2 separate regions of the Bombyx mori genome follow, and region 1 is linked to region 2. A link is a contact called in public Hi-C data. All regions are on one chromosome and are shown on one strand. The core of a region is the stretch at or near the end of the contact, and the rest is flanking DNA. Distances in the headings are between cores, read along the strand shown. Region 1 holds the start of LOC101741443 (pre-mRNA-splicing factor SPF27). Region 2 holds the start of LOC101745085 (protein lethal(2)denticleless).

The links. Hi-C and Micro-C count contacts between places; a contact is called where the count stands out from the background.
Region 1: a Hi-C map of middle silk gland shows a contact between it and region 2, with 3 times the contacts expected there. The contact joins the promoter of LOC101741443 here to the promoter of LOC101745085 in region 2. A contact is called at or near these places in 2 of 7 Hi-C or Micro-C datasets (middle silk gland and posterior silk gland).

Annotation. Positions count from the first base shown.
Region 1 is chr12:940,142-945,702 of ASM3026992v2, reverse strand. LOC101741443 (pre-mRNA-splicing factor SPF27) reads left to right here and starts at 1,845. Exons shown (of 7, transcript XM_062671333.1): 1 at 1,845-1,988; 2 at 2,159-2,376; 3 at 3,085-3,248; 4 at 4,061-4,273. The coding sequence starts at 2,302. It overlaps LOC101741584 (WASH complex subunit 3), which reads right to left and starts at 1,141. Exons shown (of 4, transcript XM_004929343.5): 1 at 993-1,141; 2 at 729-858; 3 at 407-571; 4 at 1-23. The coding sequence starts at 785.
Region 2 is chr12:674,361-679,858 of ASM3026992v2, reverse strand. It overlaps LOC101745085 (protein lethal(2)denticleless), which reads left to right and starts at 2,179. Exons shown (of 4, transcript XM_038014549.2): 1 at 2,179-2,368; 2 at 2,451-2,647. The coding sequence starts at 2,326. It overlaps LOC101743785, which reads right to left and starts at 452. Exons shown (of 2, transcript XM_012691022.2): 1 at 157-452; 2 at 1-84. The coding sequence starts at 80.

The DNA.
Region 1 (5,561 bases), core at 596-3,095, 270 kb before region 2:
TCTAATTCTGGTATTGAAGATAACTGAAATCAATAAGTTTTATCTATTTATGTATCGGTTTGATGTATGCTATCAATTAAAATGAAGTTTTTGAGGCACATGGGCAATTAAAGAAATGGCATAAACACAACCTGAATAAGGATTATGGTGAAATGCAATGATGCCATATCTTAAAATTAGTAGTAGTCTAATTTCTAATCTGGTAGGAGACCGTTTTTTTTTTAATTCAATTGAAGCTTTATGCATTGCAAATATATCAATAGGCTGCTCTTACTTTATCAGATCAATCAACAGCTTTCCAGAGAAGGTCTTGCAGAAATGGTTTATTATGACTAATGATAGAAAATAAAAACATTTTAGATATCCGTTTTTGTTTACATACAATAATTTATAAAAATATAATCACCTTAGATTCTAACAAAACCATGGCAGCATTAACTTTTTCTAATTTTCTCTCAAACTGCATCAGTTTCTGCTCGCAATTCGTCATAAAGTTATTCAGAAATTGTACATTTATTGTTAGGAAATGATTTACAAATGCCAATGTACGTTTTTGATGTAATGCCGCAACCTGCAATTTGTTTTTTAAATATTAAAAATAAATTATTCTCATTTATAAAAAAATATTGTGTTTTCTAGAATTAGGAAGTTTATAAAGATAATCAAGGCCGTGAAGTTTGTACTGCATTAAATTTTACAACAAATAATAATAATTCCAAATTTAAAACCTTAGTTAAATCCGTTTGTGGGGATTCGGATTGAGTTAAATCTTCTTGGATGGTCATTTTCAGTAGAATATAAACAAGACGAAAAAGAAATTTGTCTTGTGGTTTGGAAGCTTGAATTTGTTTTGTTCTACTGAAAAAACCAAATTGAATTACATTTCAATACATTGACTAATAGGTCCACGAGTTTTAATTACACTAAGTTTAATATAAAAAGCACCTAATTATTTTACAATAACAATCTTTTTCCTTCCGTGACAGTCGTACCTATTTATTTACGTTAAAAGAGTATGTAAGCAAATTAAAAGGAATATTTCAGTAGGTACAGTAGGTACGGTACCACCACCTAAGTCTGACATTATTATCATTAATTTACATTTATCAATATAACACTATTCTTTGACAATAGTGCTACTGTCCACTGTCAATATTTGTAGTAGTTCTATTTTTCCAACTGGAAAGGCAAAAGTATCATACGATACAGCCTAAGTTATCATTGTATTTTATGAAAAATGATAATATGAAGTAAAATGAAATAGAGTTGATTAATTTGAAACAATAATCAATTGGCGTGAAATCTAAGTAAAATGATGGTTATTTACTGAGACTTTAAGGAAACTGCCACCTCGCCCCGGGCAACAGTCTCATCAAAGAGGGTACACACACGCATGATTGCGTCGATGGTAGACCGGCCCTTTCTGAAGCCGTACTGTTCGGCTGACCGATTGGAACCCGTCCTGGGGATGGGGCAGATGACGCATCCACGACTTGCTCCAACAATTTTCTAGTTTCGTCCAGCAACACGATGTGGTGGTACACCACGGATGACTCCTAGAGGAGCTCCTCTTTCCTCAGAAGGATGAATCTGTCCGATTTCCGTCCGGGCTCAAGGCAGGCTTCGAAAAGCCGCACAAGCCAATCCTCCAAAGTACCGAAGGCCTGACCTGGCCACGACTCCGTAGGAGATCTAACAGCTAAGGGCAACTGCTTCGCGAATGTATCTGTAATAAAATGTCTAATTTTGTAGTAATGAAAGCTTTTTAATCACTGAATACATGTGAAATGGCACAAGTTTTAAAAAATCAAACAAACATTGGACGTGTTCACACAAATCATCCACTCCTAGACGTGCAGCGACCGTATTTATTAGATTCCTGCGACTTTCAGTAGGACGTCAGTTCACCTCGTCGAAAGTCTATCTAAGCTGCGTCGTGTGTGGCTGCCACTCGAGAATATTTTCAAAATAAGTTCGTTGATCTCTCAGTAAGCACCATTGTTTCATTATCAACTCATCTAATATCTACTCGATGTGTTCTTCTTTCATTAAATTCCATTTTATAATATAATATTAATTTAATATCAATTTATTGAATATCGAGGAATTCAAAAGATTTAGCTATATGGACTATATTTCTTTTGCCTGTTCATTTTAGGCTTAAAACTAGCTCAAACGAAGAATGTCACACAAGTGACACAACTAAAATCAAATAAACAAAGAACAGCGTTAAAACTTTAATATAAAGTGATAAATCACAGTACCCATTCGTAGTAAAGGGAGTTATAAATTTTGTAGAAAATGGCAGGAGAAGTTGTCGTAGATGCATTACCATATATAGACCAAGGATATGACGATCCTGGAGTAAGAGAAGCTGTAAGTATTATGATAACCTTACTTTTTTTAATTCTTGGACCATTTCCTTTACAACAAAGATTCATATCGCTTTAGCTTTGACATCTAGAGAAAGAAATTCAATAATCATTTTGGTATTGCTGGTCTGAACGACCACACTTCACAAATGTGGGTTATATTCTCGTCTGCTTCAAAATGCGCAGTCACCGCTGAGAGATTTATATAAAAATGTTTTTTTTTCGTTGTTTCTTGAACATGTATGCTATTTCGAAGGACTTCCTTTTTCGAAATGGAATAATTTCACCTTTAGAATAAACCGATTTGTATAGTCTTGGTTCGACCACTGCCAAAGATCAATTTGAAATTAGATTTCTGTTTGTTCCTTTTTGCATTGAGTGATACAAAACGAAGTAATTTTGGTAATATTCATCTTGGTCAGTCTAGGAAATGCAGAACTTCTAGGAATTTTTGCATACACTGTAAGCTACAAAGCACTTTTGCTTCAATTCTTTTTCAATTTTAATGTCAATTTCAAATTCAATTCAATTCACGATTTTATTATTTTGTTTCATTGCTATTGTAATAATTGATTGTGTGACTGGGAAGCTGTCTCAAAAAAGTATTATTAAAGCACTTCTTATTGATACTGCAGTATAAAATGTCCTTATAATCAAACCTACTTATAGAAGACTCCTTAAACTACCCTTAAATATGGGAATTGATTTTCAGGCATTGGCCATGGTGGAAGAAGAGTGCAGACGCTATAGACCCACAAAGAACTATCTTGAAAATGCAGGACCAGAACCAAGTTCTGCATTTGAAACTCCTGCTTTACAACGAGAGATGGAAAGAGTGCAACAGAGATTGCCGATGGAACCATTGTCTATGAAGAGGTGCATAAAACCTGCAATTTTTTTTATTTATTATTTTGTTCTTTTAATTTGCACCACCCACCTTGAGATATAGGGTCTAAGGTCTCAAGTATAGTTACAACGGCTGCCCCACCCTTCAAACCGAAACGCATTACTGCTTCACGGCAGAAATAGGCAGGATGGTGGTACCTACCCGCGCGGATTTACTAGAGGTCCTACCATCAGTAATTACGTAAATAAAAACTTGCGGGTTTGATTTTGATTCTTCTTCTTCTTCTTCTTTGTCGTTTCCTCATTACTGAGGGTCGTGACCACCTTGGTCCAGCTTTTGCACCAGCTTCCTCCAATGCTGCCTGCATTCGGCCTGCTTAATGGCTTGATTTTGATTACATGATGTAATTCCTTCACCATGGAAGTCAATCATGAACATTTGTTTAGTAGGTATTTCATTAGAAAAATTGGTACTCGCCTGGGATTCGAACACCCAGTGTATTGCTCAACACGAATGCACCGGACGTCTTATCTTTTAGGCCACGACGACTTCAATTAAGTTGATAGGTTTGTAAGCTAAGTTGGTATTTGAGTCAGCCTGGCTACTGATGCCACAGTATGAACATGATGATAATGAAGTAATAGTAAGATTGTGAGGAGATATAATATGTAGGTCTGTAACTTTTACTAAGTGGTATCTTGTGATGCTGACTGTTAATATGCCAAATCCTCTGGTCATGTTAACAAACATCACTATTGAGTGATCACGTGATGTAGTGAAGCACAGGAATGTGGTTTTAAAAAAAAAACTATTGAAATATTATGTATAATTAATTCCTCAGGTATGAACTTCCACCCCCTCCAGTCGGAAGAATGAGTGAACCAAGTGCCTGGGCCGAGTCAGTTGACAACTCTCATGCACAGCTGTCACACCAAGCTATCAGAGTTCTCAATTTAGAGTTGCAGTTAGAGTACGGTTCAGAAGCATGGAGATCATACCTCAATACACTTCAAGCATTAGTCACAAGAGCTCAAAACGAACACAACCAGTTACGGTAAGAGATGTATAACATAGAAATTATATTTAAATGGTTGTTAGTTTGACAGGGAGTCTATCTTCGATTATAGAGCCTAGGGAAGTAATTGTCTGTTGCTTTGACCCTTATTGCCTTTCATAGAAACAGTAGGTTAGAACTGCTTGTAGGATTTTATATAACTCCAAACTATTACAGTCAAACCTGGATAAGCGAGAGTTCAAGGGAGCACAATCTCATTCTCGCTTATAGAGGTTTCTCACTAACCCGAGTTTCTCTCTAATGCTCCCTCTGAATTTCATTTAGAGATTTTACGGATTCAAACGAATTCACTATTTTAAGTTTATCACTTAATGACAGCAATTGATTAACGATAAACTGAGTAAGTCTGACAAACAAGATGGTACACAGGCACACGTGTCCATTCGAAAAGAATGCCATAAAATAATAACGTTATTTAGTTCCACGAAATAGAATAGGTTCAATATTGACGAGAAAACAATACAAAAACAATGTTAAGAAGTTCCACGAAAGTTAAGAATGGGTCATAAAATAGCAGATTTTAAATTTGTAATTTGTTTTGTCATTTGTTCCTCCTAAATAATATAAATAAATAAAGCTCGACTGTCGCTTATAGAGGTATAGAATAGTAGCAGTCTCACTTACGGAGGTTCATGAGGGAAAAAATACTCTCTCTTATAGAGGTTTCCGTTTCTCGCTAATAGAGGTTTTAGGAGCTAAAAATGACGGGTCCTGGCTATTACTCTCACTTATAGAGTTTTCTCACTTATCCAGTTCTCACTTACCCAGGTTTGACTGTATATCATTTGGACCAGAGGCTTCCAGGTTTTGTTCTGTTGGCCACTTTCAACATTTATTTGGTTGCAAGGGAACCCCCTGCTAACTAGGTTTCTACCATATTTCCAAAACTGTGTAAAAATGTGGAGATTAGATGTAAGTACGAAAATTTGCGTCGCGGTTAAGTTCCAACCGCGATTTCATAGTTTTCGAAAAATAAAGTGAGAATTGATTGTTTAATTTATCAATTGATTTTGCTGCTGTGAATGGATGTAAAAAATGGAAAGTTTGCCAATAAAAAAGCGATTCCATCCAACTTTACTTTATTGATATCTACTCACAGCACAAGGAACCCATCAATTCTCACTTATTTCATTTAGAAAACTCCTTATTCGGAGTGTTAAATATAAAAAATAGTACGCCAATGTAGATCCCCGTTGAGTATTCTGTGGACCCCTGGGCGTCCACCTGAACCACTTTGGGAATTAAGGATTTAGACCATACCAAAATT
Region 2 (5,498 bases), core at 930-3,429:
GTATATTCTGTCGAAATCCTACTTTCTTGCCCCGATTTGACGCAGCCCCGTCCATATTCCTTGTGTACTTCACATTCCATACACCTAAAAAATTACTTAGCAATACATTCTAAAGTAATGCTTCGTTTTAAGATAAAAAGGTAGCGGTCTACTGACCTGTGTTTTCAATTCCCAAAAGGTAATTTCGTATTTTTTAAAATCTATAATTTTACGTACATAAACACGTAATCTTTAACCGACAAACAAGATTGTTAAAGACGAAAACTGTGCAATTTCTCCAGCCTGAACATTCAATTTTATGCGAATGTTATTTAAAACTAGTAACTATTAATAATGGTAAATAATTTGCAAATTCAACCAATCTTAAAATAATCGTTAACAATATATTTTAAGAAATCAACAAAAAGCAAACGCGTTACTACGGCGAAATTTGTCAGTTGCCATAAACAATTAGCTTCGTTTTTTTTTTCGAAATTCATCATTCAGAGATCATGGATTTAGGCAGGTAGAAGTCTCAATGTTGTGTTTCAATATTTGGTTATACTGTTTCTTTTTCATCACACACGAAAAATTATGACCGTCTAATTTTCGGCTGCAATACTTGAGTATAACCCCGACCTTTTTTTTTTTTTTTTTATTGCTTAGATGGGTGGACGAGCTCACAGCCCACCTGATGTTAAGTGGTTACTGGAGCCCATAGACATCTACAACGTAGACGCGCCACCCACCTTGAGATACAAGTTCTAAAGTCTCAGTATAGTTACAACGGCTACCCCACCCTTCAAACCGAAACGCATTACTGCTTCACGGCAGAAATAAGCAGGGCGGTGGTACCTATCCGCGCGGACTCACAAGAGGTCCTACCACCAGTAATTACGCAAATTATAATTTTGCGGGTTTAATTTTTATTACACGATGTTATTCCTTCACCGTGGAAGTCAATCGTGAACATTTGTTGAGTACATATTTCATTAGAAAAATTGGTACCCGCCTGCGGGATTCGAACACCGGTGCATCGCTTCAACACGAATGCACCGGACGTCTTATCCTTTAGGCCACGACGACGACCTCAATGCTGTTCACATTTTCTGGGAGATAGTTATCAGCAGATGGCGCTCTCAAGGCTTGTGAAATAATCAGACGTGAGCTTTCTAAATAGTCTTCAATTGTATGGATAGGTTATGATTTTATTACAGCCAAACTCAGCCGAAGAGTAAAGGTATTTAAGTAATAGTAAAGAGAAGCCAAATTAAGTAGGTACAACGATCGTAGGTATTAGGCATAGAGTTAGTATTATATAATAGTTGTAGGTACTTATTAACTCCACGGTTCTAGGTCACTTTTTAGTCATAGTATTATTAAGTATAATCTATGCCTTTAATTGCTTTTTCGCGCCTAGACTTTTTGGCGGGAACGCGAGAAGTGAAGTTGTGTGATTTGTTTTATTTTGCCTATTTAGTGTTTCTTCAGGTTTAAATGTGTAATAACGGTGGTTTATTAACTGTTTAATATCTGTGAAAGTGCACAAATGTGGGAAAATGAAACAAAGCCGCTGGACGCAATTTCGGGATCCTCCAAAAAGTCCACTGAAAAAATCTTAGTAAATGACCACCGTTTTACTAAGATTATATTTCATCCCATCATTTAATTTAATTTCATCCCAGTTGATTAATGTCTCAAATTAATAATTTTCATTTCATTTCACTCCATATTATTATCATTTTTCATAAAAATAAGAATATAAGTTAAAATAAGACATGACTTAAAGGTCTTAGTTACCAGGACATAAAATCACTTAAAAAAAAATTTCGCGCCTCTGGACTTTTTTGCGGGAACACGAGGAGTGAAGTTGTGTGATTTATTTTATTTTGTCTATTTAGTGTTTCTTCAGATTTAAATGTATAATAACACTGGTTTAACTGTTTAGTATCTGTGAAAGTGTACAAATGTGGGAAAATCAAACAAAACTGCTGAACGTAACTTCTCGGGATCCTCCAAAAAGTCCTCTGAAAATTTTTCAGTAAATGACCACCATTTTACTGAGATTATATTTTATACCATATCATCTCATCTCATCTCATTTCATTTCATATCACTTCGTAATATCATTTTTCATAAAAATAAGAATATAAATTAAAATAAGACTTGACCTAAAGGTCTTAGCTACCAGGTCATAAAATCCCTTAAAAACTAATAATAATTTCGCGCCTCTTTTATTAAATGTCAGATTTGTTGTTTTTAACGTGTTTTGTTCAAGAAGTTTGTCGAAGAATCCAGAGTTTTAAACTTTTAAATGTTTAGCTACCATTAATTTATAATGAAATCATGAATAATATACAAAATTTGATCGATCGTGAACTCGGTCTCCGTAAGTACTTGTGAATTAGTATGTAAGAGGAAAGGGCAATTGTTGTAAAGATTTGAAAAATCAATTGGAACTGTCTTTACAGATTGCCGGTTTAATTACGATACGGTACTGAAGCGGCTAGTGGTGAACAGTGAGGAATCGTTTTACGGGCTCCAATCCTCAAATGTTGTAGCAAATTTTGAACAGGATCCTCCGATATTCGCTTGTAGATTTGCTGAAACATCTGGCTATGAACACATACTGGCTCTTGCTAACGAAGATGGAAAGGTTGCTATTCAGGTAACATACATATCTTTGTCCTTCAGATATAGGCAGTTCACAACCAGGAATATGAACAAAGCACTGTATGGTGAATGAAATAATATCATTTAGAGAAAAAGTAATCTTTTGACTTTTGTAACATTGGTCACTTGTATTAGAGGGTTCTATTGCACTGTACTGGATTTGATATTTCAAAGAAAATTTAGAAAGGGTTTATGTTATAGCACAAAAGTTTTTTAGAATCATAATGATAATGGATATTGCCAAGGTTCTTTGCCTCATTTTTGTTTTCGAATTCATTACTATATTATTTTTTTGTTGACTGATGTAACTTAATGTTTATTTAAACCATAACTGAAAGTTAATATGAATTTTATTGGCTTTAGGTGGGTATATGTTGTTTTTTTAAATAATATAATAATAAAATTGTTACTTTTATACCATAATTAGCCAAGTCTCACAAGATTAGGTAGCTTATTGTGGGTCATCACGGGATCAAAAAACCAAGAAGTACTTCTAATGTATGCAGTACTTTTACTCTATTTATTAGTTTGTGAAAATCGAATATGTAATATTTAAGATTTTCTTAGAATTTGTTGATGGGAAACTAGAAGCAACAAAGACTCCCTTTAGTGGTATCTTGATTACGTAAAACAGGAACTAAGTGATTCACGTGCTCACAACTAGATCTCATCAATACATTTTTTTATTACCCTTGTAGGCAGACGACATATAGCCCATTACTCGTAAGGTGAATGGTTACTGTCGCCCCAGGGAGGTCGAGCGCAGAGCTTCCCTGCCGCCCTCGGACGCGTTACCCCCCATTACCACTTCCGAGGTTAAGGAGGCGATCGATAGCCTACAACCACGGAAAGCTCCCGGCTCCGACGGCATCCGCAACTGCGCGCTTAAATTGTTACCAGCCCAACTGATAACGATGTTGGCCACCATATTAAATGCTGCTATGACGAACTGCATCTTTCCCGCGGCGTGGAAAGAAGCGGACGTTATCGGCATACACAAGCCGGGCAAACCGAAGAACGAAACCGCGAGTTACCGCCCCATCAGTCTCCTCCCGGCGATAGGCAAACTATACGAACGGCTCCTTCGTAAACGCCTCTGGGACTTCGTATCCGCGAATAAAATTCTTATAGACGAGCAGTTTGGATTCCGCGCCAGACACTCGTGCGTCCATCAAGTGCACCGCCTCACGGAGCACATCTTACTAGGGCTGAACAGGCGGAAACCCATTCCGACAGGAGCCCTCTTCTTCGATATAGCGAAGGCGTTCGACAAAGTCTGGCACAACGGTTTGATATACAAACTGTATAACATGGGAGTGCCAGACAGACTCGTGCTCATCATACGAGACTACTTGTCGAAGCGTTCGTTCCGATATCGAGTCGAGGGAACGCGTTCCCGGCCCCGTCATGTCACAGCCGGAGTCCCGCAAGGCTCCGCCCTCTCCCCGTTACTATTCAGTTTGTATATCAATGATATACCCCGGTCTCCGGAGACCCATCTGGCGCTCTTCGCCGATGACACCGCCATCTACTACTCGTGTAGGAAGAAGGCGTTGCTTCATCGACGACTTCAGACCGCAGCTACCACCATGGGACAGTGGTTCCGGAAGTGGCGCATCGACATCAACCCCACGAAAAGCACAGCGGTGCTCTTCAAAAGGGGTCGCCCTCCGAACACCACGCTGAGCATCCCTCTCCCGACTAGGCGCGTCAACACCCCCGCCCCCGCCGTTCGCCCAATCACGATGTTCGACCAGCCCATACCGTGGGCCCCGAAGGTCAAATACTTAGGCGTCACCCTCGACAGTAGGATGACATTCCGCCCCCACATTAAGACGGTACGCGACCGTGCCGCCTTCATTCTAGGACGTCTCTACCCGATGATATGTAGGCGAAGTAAAATGTCCCTTAGAAATAAGGTGACACTCTACAAAACTTGCATACGCCCCGTCATGACCTATGCAAGTGTAGTGTTCGCTCACGCGGCCCGCATACACTTAAAATCCTTTCAAATCATTCAATCCCGTTTTTGCAGAATAGCCGTCGGAGCCCCGTGGTTCGTCAGGAACGTCGACCTCCATGACGACCTGGACTTAGAGTCCATCAGTAAGTATCTACAGTCGGCGTCCATGCGCCACTTCGATAAAGCGGCACGACACGAGAACCCTCTCATCGTGGCCGCCGGTAACTACATTCCCGATCCTGCGGACAGAATGGAAAGCAGTCGACGTCGCCCAAAACACGTCATCTCGGATCCTCCCGATCCACTAACGGTGCTTTTAGGTACTTCAAGCACCGGTCACCGTTCTCGTCGAACCCGTCGCTTGCGACGAAGGGCTCGACGAGTAAATTAACTCTCAGACACAGCCCACTGAGTTTCTCGCCGGATCTTCTCAGTGGGTCGCGTTTCCGATCCGGTGGTAGATTCTGCGAAGCACGACTCTTGCTAGGGTTCGTGTTAGCAACATCGTCAGGTTTGAGCCCCGTGAGCTCACCTACTAAAGTTAGGGTTACGCTGACATAGCCGCTAGGGCTATCAGCTTAGGTAGGAAAAAAACAAAGGTTACTGTCGCCCATGGACATCAGCAATACCAGGGGCAGAACTAAGCTGCTGTCTACTATTAATTGAATGTATTATATATAGTATAAATAGTACTTTTAGTCAAGAAAATAGTGGGTATTATGTAGCAGTTTAAGGCAATTTAGTTCAGGCTCGATTGGAATAATATAAAAGGTAATTTTCATTTGTTTTGCTTGTGGTCAGAGAAGAGGCTAATTGGTTTAAAATGGAATTTGGTTATGATATCATAATTATAATATATTATATTTTATTTTATTTATACTTT